Linked DNA regions of Zea mays: region 2 is linked to region 1. Evidence: chromatin contacts called from public Hi-C data. All regions are on one chromosome and are shown on one strand. The core of a region is the stretch at or near the end of the contact, and the rest is flanking DNA. Distances in the headings are between cores, read along the strand shown.

Region 1 (5,393 bases), core at 559-3,058:
AATTCAACAGACCACACAACCCTTGGCTTCTTCTGGCTCGACGAGTCTCCATTCTCATTACTGTTGTCATCAGAATCATCACCGTCATCACCATTATCATCCCTACCCTTGCGTGAAATTCTCTTGTTGCGATTAACACCGCCATTGTCACCTTCAGCGCTCACCACCTGCAACTTTTTACCCGAATCATCGTTGTCATTGCCACTGTTCTTGGCGTCACAACTCCTCCGCCTAACCACATGCTGCCATATAGTCCTCAGCTGCTCAATACGCACTGGCTTCAGCAGGTAGTCACATGCTCCATGGGTAATCCCCTTCATGACTGTCTGTGTCTCCCCATTTGCAGACAGCACTGCATGATGATGATACAGGGTCAGTTTTCAGATCAAAGACAAATGCAGATGCTGTGCACATTGTACACTGAACCAGCAGAAATAATTGAAGTTCCTGTAGGAAACTAATTGGCGTTCATTATGCCTGCAGACTTTTGTCCTGTCTAACTCTTTCTTTTAGTGGTCACGTGTAGGGAGGGCATACAGAAGTTTTCATGAGGCTTGCCATTCCTCCCAAATTCAATGCCTCATTGAACAAGAAAACTTCTTTACAAATCGGGCGAGGTTTTCAGCTGTCTAATGGAGGTAAAAAACAAAGTAACCAGATGGTACCATACAAGATATATTCATTCCACAATGATGATTTTTCAAGCAATGCCAAAATTTTGAGATCATTGGCCTGCTGCAACTGCAATAAAGGCAGGAACAGGAGTGGGCAAGCGAAGGCTTACTAATGACCGGGAGGTCCATCTCGAGGCCCACAAGCTCGAGGAGCTTGAAGCCGTCCATGTCCGGCATGTGGACGTCGCTGATCACAAGGTCAAACTGGTCCTTCTTCTCCCTCAGCAGCTTCAAGGCCGTGGCTGCCTGTCCCGTTGTTGTCACTGCGGCATCACAAGTCAAAGCCCTCCGGAGGAACACATTACACATGTGGAATCACTCGACTTCGAGGAAAGTTAGCGAGAACGATTTTTTTCTTTCCGTTGAACAAAGCCAGACCGCGGTGGAGATCGGAAATGGACAGGACACACAAGTTTACAGAAATCGCGCAGCTGGCGGTTGGAAAAGCTTTGGAAGGTAAGATTGTTCTAAATATAGCCGTGTGCCAGCGCGTGGTAAAAAAAACCAAACAAAATCGGATCAGCAGAGTCAAACCCGATTATTATTATTTGCAGAAGAAAGAAGATGAAACTGAGCCTGACATGACATTACATGGCAAAAAAATATTTCACGGCGAAAACAACAGGAGGAGGAAGTGGGGGTGGGGGCATAAAGTCGGGGTTGCTATTTATGTGATGAAAAAAAATGCAAAAACAGCAACCCAAATATCTCCGTAGACTTCTTGATAGTTGATACACGCGAACAACGGAAACTAAATAAAACCAAACCGAAGAGCCGAATCGGGGACAATAAAGGTGAAAAAGAACGGCAGGATGTATGTACAATCCGATGAGAAGAGTAGGGAACCAAGCATACGGGGAAGAGAGAGAGAGAGGGGAGCGAGAGGAGCGTGGCATACCATGGTACTGGCAGCGGAGCAAGAGGTTCTCGAGGATCTTGAGGCAGGTCGGGTCGTCGTCGACGGCGAGCACGCGCATGCCGACGGGGAACTGGTCCTTGGCGCCGTGGCCGCCGCTGGCCCTCGCCTGCAGCTTCAGCTCGTCGACGGTCATCTCCGGCGGCTCCGGCTCGGCGAATCCAACAGCAGCGGAAGCCGCGGAACCGAGAAACCAGGCACCCGGATCACCCAAGCAAGGACCCTCCTGTACGTACGCAGGTAGTAGGCAGGAAGGCAGGCTCACAAGGGCGGTTGTCTGGATCCTAGAAATCCAAGAAACGGCGGGGAAAGGCGGGGAGGTCAAAGCAGGGGAGGAGAGCGAGAGCAGCACCAGGAGAACGCAGGCAGAGAGAGAGAGATGGGGTTGGGGGAGAAGGGTGTGTGTGGGGTACGGTGAAGAACCCAATAATAATAGGAGGGAGGTGAGAGAGAGGGGAAGAGGAAGGTGAACGGGAGATTGGATTGGAGGGAGCTCATGCAGTGCAAAGATGGTAACCTTTTTTTCGGCCTCCTTTCGTTTTCCTTTTATTACGCTTTCATATTTCCTGCCGTTTATTCAGGCCTCTATACGCCGCTGCTGTGCTGCCAGTGCCATCGGTGGGGTGGGGTTGGGGTGGGGGGGGCCGTTTTTTGTTTCTTGCCGTGGTGCATTCCGCGTGTATACGCGCGCCAGGGCGCCACTGTCCTTTTTAGGGTTCGTTCCGAGTCGCCTTTTCGGTTCTTGCCATTCTGCGTTTGTGGACAACGTACATAGTACAGCAGCTGTTGTTTTGATTCCATGTGATGTTTTTTTTTATTTTTTTTAAAAAAACGTATATGGCTCTGGCTCTTTTTATTCCTAATTATTCTCATATATTTCCCTTGTGCTTTTTCTGTATATTTATCTATCTCCGGTTCCTCGAGTAGTATATTTATTTATCTCTGGGACTCGGACGGTTGCGGCGGCAGACTAGTGAGCGAGATAGCTACGGCGGTGTTGGATCTACCCAACCCACCCGGAGACAAGTAACCAGCAGAAGACGGGGGGCATTTTCTTTTCCGGCGATGGTTGGCGATGACGTGGGTCGAGCAGCTGGCCTGGCCAGCCCGAGCTGGGTTTAATTATGGGCTTGCTTGATTAAACAAAGCTCGCGATAAGGTTGATTATTAGCGATGCACGACAGCTCGGCGTCGTCTCTGGGATTAGCTAGCTGCTAGCCCGGGCTTCCGCTCCCGCCGGATCGCAGATCCATTCGTCGACAACTCTCCGGTGTCCACGCACGCACACACGTACCCACTGCCACATATATATAAATATAAATATATATTACTGACCTCTAACTTGAAATTACTATAAACCTCTAGCTCCGTGGAAGGAAAGCGCTTCGCTTTTGAAATATCTACTACTAGCAGTGGGAGGGGGTTTTTCTCTCACACACACACGCAGACATCATCCATCCTTTCCTTTTTTTGTCGCTCGCTCAACAGGAACTCCTAGATCAGGGCAAGCAATAACGCCTTCTAAGGCTATCTGCACTCATACAACTCTAAATTTCTACTCTAAAAAGAATATTCTATCCTTTTTAGCAAGGTTCTCTACTCTATACCATAAACCTCCGCAGTCATATTTACTCCATATCTCAACCCTATACCAACTACTACGTATTATATCATTTTTTAATTCTCTCCTATGTAAACGTGACCGCGTTTTTGCTGGCCAACCTCACGGCACAGTGGATAGCGCACTGCATCCGTACAACGCTTGATATATCGCTCCTCCACTGCCACTGCAAAATAGCGCACTCCATACAGTCTCCGCTGCAGAAGGTGTTTTACGCTATAGTGGATAGCGCAGGCCACGCAGTCTTCGACTGCGTACAGCCTAACAAATAGAAATAAGCTAAAGGTTCTGCGTCCCGGAATTGGGTGCGTTTGTTCTCTCTCGCTCGCGTGCTTTTGCTAATCTGCCGTCCAGCTCCAAGACGCGCTAGCTTAATCAACAAAATATGCGCATGGCATGTGGCTGCTGGTTTTCATTATATGCGAGCAGCGCTGTCCTTGAGCCGTGCGTATATTTATTACCATCATCATGGTGCTTAAAGTACGTACGTGAGGCACCAGTACAACATCATTGGCTTAGTATACTATATAGTACACCCTGTGTTTTTTTGTACTTCCGTGCCAATAACTACCCTTTTTTTCCCCTGCCAGTTTTCTACTATAATATAAGTATTCGCTGGCAATTTCTCTAATAATACGTACGTATTCCCTGGCAGTATTCTGAGGTACCAAACACGTCAGCTTGCCGTCACGGACGGAAGAATCTCGTGGCCGCAGCGCAGATGCCCCTTCACGATTCCTCAATTAATCTGGTGTGTTAGCAGATTGTTTTTTTAAAAAAATATTAAGTGTAGCTTGTAATGGTGTAGGATACGGGATGTGAATGCGAGGGGCAAAACAAAGGGCACGCACGGATCACAGAGCCACTAGGTTATTGAGATTCAAATGGCCTAAACAACTAGGAGTACTAGCTAGCTAGCTAGGGGTACGTAGCAAGCGAACCTAGAACCTTGCGAGTACTAAAAAAAAGTACTAGTAGTAGAGAGAGCTATGTAATTCTACCACTAAAAAAAAGTAAGTGTGGGCGCTATGTGTTACTACGATTTGCGTCGTTGCTGTACTACACGGGTGGGCGAATAATTCAGATTTGTCCGTGGTGGTGAAAGTGCCTTCGTTTGGTGTGTGCTAAGATGAACACGAAACGGCCAGTCGCGCCTAGCCTAGCCGCAGTGGCCTACGCTATATACGTGTGATGGTGATCCAAAAAGGGTATATTTTAAGGAACCCCACTAACCGGACATATCCATCCAGCTAACCTTGTTACTACATGCCAGCAGCAGCAGCAAACAAAAACAAAAAAGCCCTCAACAAAGGCTAGTGTAGTAGTAGTAGTGTGGCAGTGGCACAGAAAGTGGCAATCGGTAGACAGCTCCCCACAACACCCACACCACCGCTTGCTGCTGTGTGTTCCTTTGCTCTTGCTGCTGCTGCATGCACATGGACCACACCTTGATCATGTATGTGCATGCAGTAGTGGGCACTGCAGGCAATCTACCGCTCGCTAAGTAGCCTAGTGTCACATCTAACAGCAACTTCAAGAGACTAGGTATATGGTTTTATAAAGGTAAATTTAGCTAATATTAAAATAAAAATTGTATCCAATAAACTCTGTAAACGACTCTTCAAATTTAGTGGCTCTCTATTTCTTCATCTTCGCTCTCCAATTTTGGATAGCATGCTTCACTCTCTATTCAATTCGTAGGTTTACCGAGTCTGTTGGATTAGCCTATATTTTTTCTCTAAAATCTATTTTAGAGGGTAGCTAAATCAGTAAATTTGGCTAATCTTTTTAGCTAATCTTTTGGAGTTGCTCTAATCGCGCCCATGTATCTGTTGTCCTCTCATCTTTTGCGATGATATGGATCCACGCGGTTGGGGAACCCGGGCCACTCTCGTGGTACAAGTGGCATGGAGAAAGCAGGTGTCCCCCGTTGTGCCCTCTTGCTCCCAGCATCAGCACGAGGAAGATTGGTTTGGTGCTGCTGATCTCCATTCTATCCAGCTAGAATAGAACGACGGGCGTGTTGGAACTTGCTCTTCTGGGCAAGTTGATCTAACGCGGGAGTGAAAGCAACGTAAACAAGGTTTTGACTCGAGATGGCAATAGCTCTGTTAATCTAGCCTCTCAAGGGCACTGTGCGGGGGTATTTATAGGTGCCTGAGTGCCCAGCATCTTGAGTTAA
Region 2 (4,928 bases), core at 1,078-3,577, 210 kb after region 1:
TTCTAAAATCTTTAAGGTGTTTAGTTAGGTTCCTAAGGGCATTTATAAATTATTCAAACCTGAGAACTACTCATAGATCACCTTATCTAAGTTTTGCCCTACCAAGCCTCAATTTAAAGCCAAATGTAGCACTAAATCCCTCAATTTGACTCTTATGAACCCTACACTCCTACACTTAGCCAAATAGTTAGATCACAATGTTGTATTGGTCATCAAACTCCAAAACCACTATAGAAATCACATAGATCCCTTTCAAAAAGCAACAAAGCTATTTTAATCCATAAGGACTACTTTGGAAACTAAAATTACCTTGGGGATTTGAGGAAATTAAGGGGGAAATTAGTTCATTTCCAACTCAATCCCTTCCAAACCCAAGGATATTTGAGTTTTCAAACTAACCCTAGGAAAATACAGTAGCCTTCCGGTCCAACAGTATCGAATACGAGTACAAAATAACACAGTTCAAGTAGAATATAATTTATAATAGAGAACTTTCATGTAGACAAATATTAATGATATATCTAAGAAGTGAAAAGATTACAATAACATGGATCTAAATAACCCTATCACAGCAAAAGGGGGCCAAACATTCCCAAACCCTAAGGCAAACTGCAGCGATTCTTGCCAACAGATCCCTCCCCTTCATTTAGCGTGCACGGGAACATGCTAGCGCCCGCAATGGTGCGCGCTAAAACTACTACAGTGAAAGCGTGTTTTACAGTGGTCCCCTAGATCTGGCGGGTGGAAGCAAGCCCCCTGCCCTCGAGTACAGTGTACAACAATGTTTTTTAGTAGAGGAAAAATTGATAAGAGTGATGAATAGGTTGGGAAAATAATATTTGATGGTTAGTGGGGTATAGGGGGGATTTAGAGGGAACCATTGCGGGAGATAAAAAAAAGAAGAGGATGAAATCTTGATGACGTGGCACAAAAGTGAGATGTAGGAGGAGAAATTATAGGAAACCACTGCAGACAGTCTAAGGGTGTGTTTGTTTTAGTTGTAAGCTGTAGAAAAGCTATTGTGAGCTGCCTGCTGCGAAAAAACTGCCGTGAGAAAAAAGTTAAAAGTCATTTGGTTAAAACTGTTATCTAATTAAAATGGTGATTTCACATTTGTATTGCTGATATTTTTAAAAATAAATCAGTTTTTAATTCCATTTGTAATGATTTTAAAAATATTTTTATTTCATTTATTATAACACGTAATTATTTTAATCCTATCTTAGTTTTAATTTATTGTGTGTGTTTATTAATATAATAAACTTCAATAAGTAGCAAAAGAAGGGTCTAAGCTGCTTTTAAATTTATACTACAGAAAACAACTTTTTTCAAAGTAACTATAGAAAAATTGAACCCCTTTGTTCAGCTTTTATTTTTCTAAAGCAGAAGCAGGTTTCAAAAGTAGAACCAATCAGACCCTAAACATGCAGTGCGAGAGTGGTGGTGGGTAGAGATGTACATTTGGGTCGGGTCTGGTGGGCTGGTCAGAAGCACGAAAAAAGCACGACACAACCCAAAATAATTTTGGGCTGGGCTAACCCGAACTTATGCATCGGGTCGTGCTTGAGACGAGGTCGCGACCCACGGGGCGGGTATGAGCATAGTCCGTTTACGGAGGCACGAAATAATCCATTTACAGGCATGGAAAGGCACATATTCATTTGGTCATTCGCTTCTAATCATGGAAACCATCCGCTCCAATTTGGTTAGCTGCACGCTTTGTTGTAAATTTTGGGCTTTTATGTGAATTTTGAGCCTTGACATGAATTTTGGGCTCCCTGTAAATTTCGATCCAGAATTTGAATTTTGGGCCGTCTAAAATAAGCCCCTCATGCTTAACCAATAACGTGTCGGACCACGGGTCTATGGCTAAGCCCGACATGGCCTATAATAATTACGAGCCGAGTTGGCCTAAAATTCAATTGTGTCGAACCTTTTCAGGTTTATACGAGTCGGGTGGCTCAAATCTATACTGATCTATTAAGAACATAATGTGGGTACTAGTGATACCATAACTTCACCCACACTGACACTCTAGGTCCACCCACAACACCGCGCAAAAAATATTACAGAGGAAGCACTCGAATACACGATCGTCTACTTCAAAAATTTGGGGCTAACCACTAGAGCACACATATCTTAATTTTTTGAAATAAATAATAGTTATATTTTAATATATAACAACCGTAACAAATCATACACAAATGTCTAGTGTACACTATAAACCTAGAGTGGTGGGTCCCGCTCCGGTAAGCGACAGGCGACAGCGTAGATTCCGCCCGTGGGAAGATTCCGCACTCAACACCGCGTGTACTTTGGCGCGCGGGTCCCGCCCCGCGTAGGCGTGGCCTTTTCCTCCCTTCACCAATCACCGCGCCTCCTTCGTCTGTCCTCTCCGTCTGAATGTCCGTCCGGCCGGCCGCGCGCGCCAACGTTTCCACCACCAACCATTGGGCTGGAACTGTTGCGCGTACACAACCGCAAAAGCTCCTAATTTTTATAACTGCAGATGCATTCATCAACCGGGTTTCCTATTAAAAAAAGATCAATGAAATAATCAAATGCAAGGTAGGTGCGCTGGACGTGCCTGTAGTTCAACTGATTCTCGGTCAAAGTTTACAGATTCAAATTTCCAAATATAAAACATTCGAGCACACCGTATAAAAGGAAATGTGTCACTGTATAGCACTGTCCGAACAAGATATATAATATTGTGGCAGGTTTGCTTAAACTTCTATAAATATATGGCACCATTGATTTTTTAAAAAACTTTGGCCACTCGTCTTATTAAAAAATAATAAATTATTATTTATTTTATTGCGATTTGTTTTATCATTTAAGATAGTTTGTGCTTGACTTAAAACTTTACATTTTTAAATAAATATTTTGAATAAGACGAGTGGTCAAAGTTTTTTAAAGAAGTCAATAATGTCATATATTTGTGAACCGAGGTAGTATACTCTACTACCCCAGTACCAAACTAAATCACTTTCCAAAATTATAACAAGTCAAACTATGTTAATTTCAATTAGATTTATACGGAATAGCAATAATATCTATGACACCAAATTAGTACATATACATCATAAAATATATTTATATAAGAACAAATTTTACTTATTCCTAGGTATAGGTACTTCAGTAAACCATCTCGTGTATGGGTGTATACTCATTTATCAATTTAAGTATATTTATCTTGAGATACTTTAAATCTTACTATATATAATGGAGCACATATTGTTTTAGAGCATTGCTATATAATACTGTAAGAGTAGCACATTAAAATAAGTATAGCCACATACTATATGCTATGTATGCTTACATACTCGACACACATAGTCTAGTATGATCATCTACTCGGTATACATACACTTACGGCGAGCATATACAACCACGCTCGTACTGGCCGGCTGGAAACGGGAGCGTATAGCCGGAATGCCGGATGCCATTAAAGGGAGTACTATTTGTTTTGCATCCACGCTCGTACAAACCACGCTCGTAATAGCCACATACTATTTGTTTTGCATCCACTCATGCGGCGTACGGTCAAACAAACACTCAAATAAAGTCAATGCACACAATGATCCACGACGAGACGATGTAACTAACCAATCATACGGTTAAATAACCCATTTACATTATAAATCTTAAGATACACGTATGAGAGTAAAAGTAGCTACACTTAAGAGTAGAAAAAAAAACTCCTTTTATAATATATTTTATTTAGCATCATAAATATTGTTACAATTTTCTAAAAAAAACTATTCAACTTAAGATAACTAACTTAAGGTGATTCTAGAAATTGATTTATTTTTGCAACCGAAGGAGTAGTAGGCTAAAATATGCTGCTTATTATCCTAAATTACCTTTGATATATAGCATTGAAATTAAAACTTGAACGTGACATGCATAGTTGAGAAATAGCGTGTGAATTTATACAACCTATATTTGATCAGTTATGATATGATTTAAGAATTTCAAGATGGATACTAAGAAAAATAGAATGATTTGTCCTTCCTCTGTTTTTTATTTGACATTTTTTAGTTTAAAATTGAACTATGCAGCGTCAAATATTTAAGAATGGAGTTAGTATATAATACAAGTACAACACGAGTGAACTTATGTTTTTTTTTGGCAAGAAAAAACATTTTACACTTCAAATAATTTACATAAATAGAAATATATATGTATTGGTGGTCTTAGGTTGTCTTCAGCAGATCATACATATGGTCGTACAAAAAACTGTTTTGTACGGTAAATTGTATTGTTTACAGAGTGAAGTTTGAAATAAAAGATATAATTGAAGATATGATGGATAAGCTGCTGGAGACAACCTTATATGACCACGTTTACATCAACTAAAGTAAGTTACTAGCGGCTAAAAAAGAGCTTTTGATCCAAACATCCCAAATTATACTACTAGCTCGTTTTGAAATATCTAACTACTTGTAAAAAAGCTATTAACTGGCTCCCTACAGCTATTACAGTTTATAAAAAGTTTAGTTTATCCATGCAGGTCCTAGTCAACTTCAAAAGGTACACTGCCATCTCTTGGTCGACTTCAAAAGTACTGTTTGTAGAATGAAGTTTAAAATAGGTAGTGAGATAAGAATTGGTATAAAGAGTCTGCTAGATAGTCTAACAATGTATTGCTCGGTTAGGATTGGTGAGATTCATTCATACAAGTGGCTGTTGCCTGCTCTTCATTTTGCCAATGATGCAAGGTGGGCTAGCTCTTCATCTCCATCCATCCGGTTGGTCTGGTCGGGTCGGCCATAATTGGGCGTCGCATGTTGTCCGATGCAAGAGCCAGGTGATCGTGCGCTTGCCAATTGCCATGCATGCACCACTTTTTAGTAGCAAAGATACAATTATTTGGGCCTGTACCAGGTGGCCACATGGCACAGCAGTAGCATATAATTGGAACC

The links. A called contact is a pair of places that touch in the nucleus more often than the background predicts.
Region 2: a contact with region 1 is called in a Hi-C map of leaf, with 4 times the contacts expected there. The contact joins the enhancer-like site here to the promoter of LOC541638 in region 1. A contact is called at or near these places in 9 of 25 Hi-C or Micro-C datasets (bundle sheath, ear, endosperm and 2 more) and 1 of 3 datasets of contacts at active chromatin or transcription factors (leaf).

The regions. Positions count from the first base shown.
Region 1 is chr5:95,347,117-95,352,509 of Zm-B73-REFERENCE-NAM-5.0, forward strand. LOC541638 (response regulator 9) reads right to left here and starts at 1,809. Exons shown (of 6, transcript NM_001111393.1): 1 at 1,573-1,809; 2 at 785-937; 3 at 1-352. The coding sequence starts at 1,726.
Region 2 is chr5:95,553,679-95,558,606 of Zm-B73-REFERENCE-NAM-5.0, forward strand. No RefSeq gene overlaps it. Among protein-coding and RNA genes, the nearest start is that of LOC100272320, 110 kb to the right of the region's middle. Within about 2 kb of position 2,328, at least 17 of the 20 cell types and tissues checked have an H3K27ac peak or open chromatin away from gene starts, as enhancers often do. A contact at or near this core is called in bundle sheath, ear, endosperm and 2 more, where this site is marked.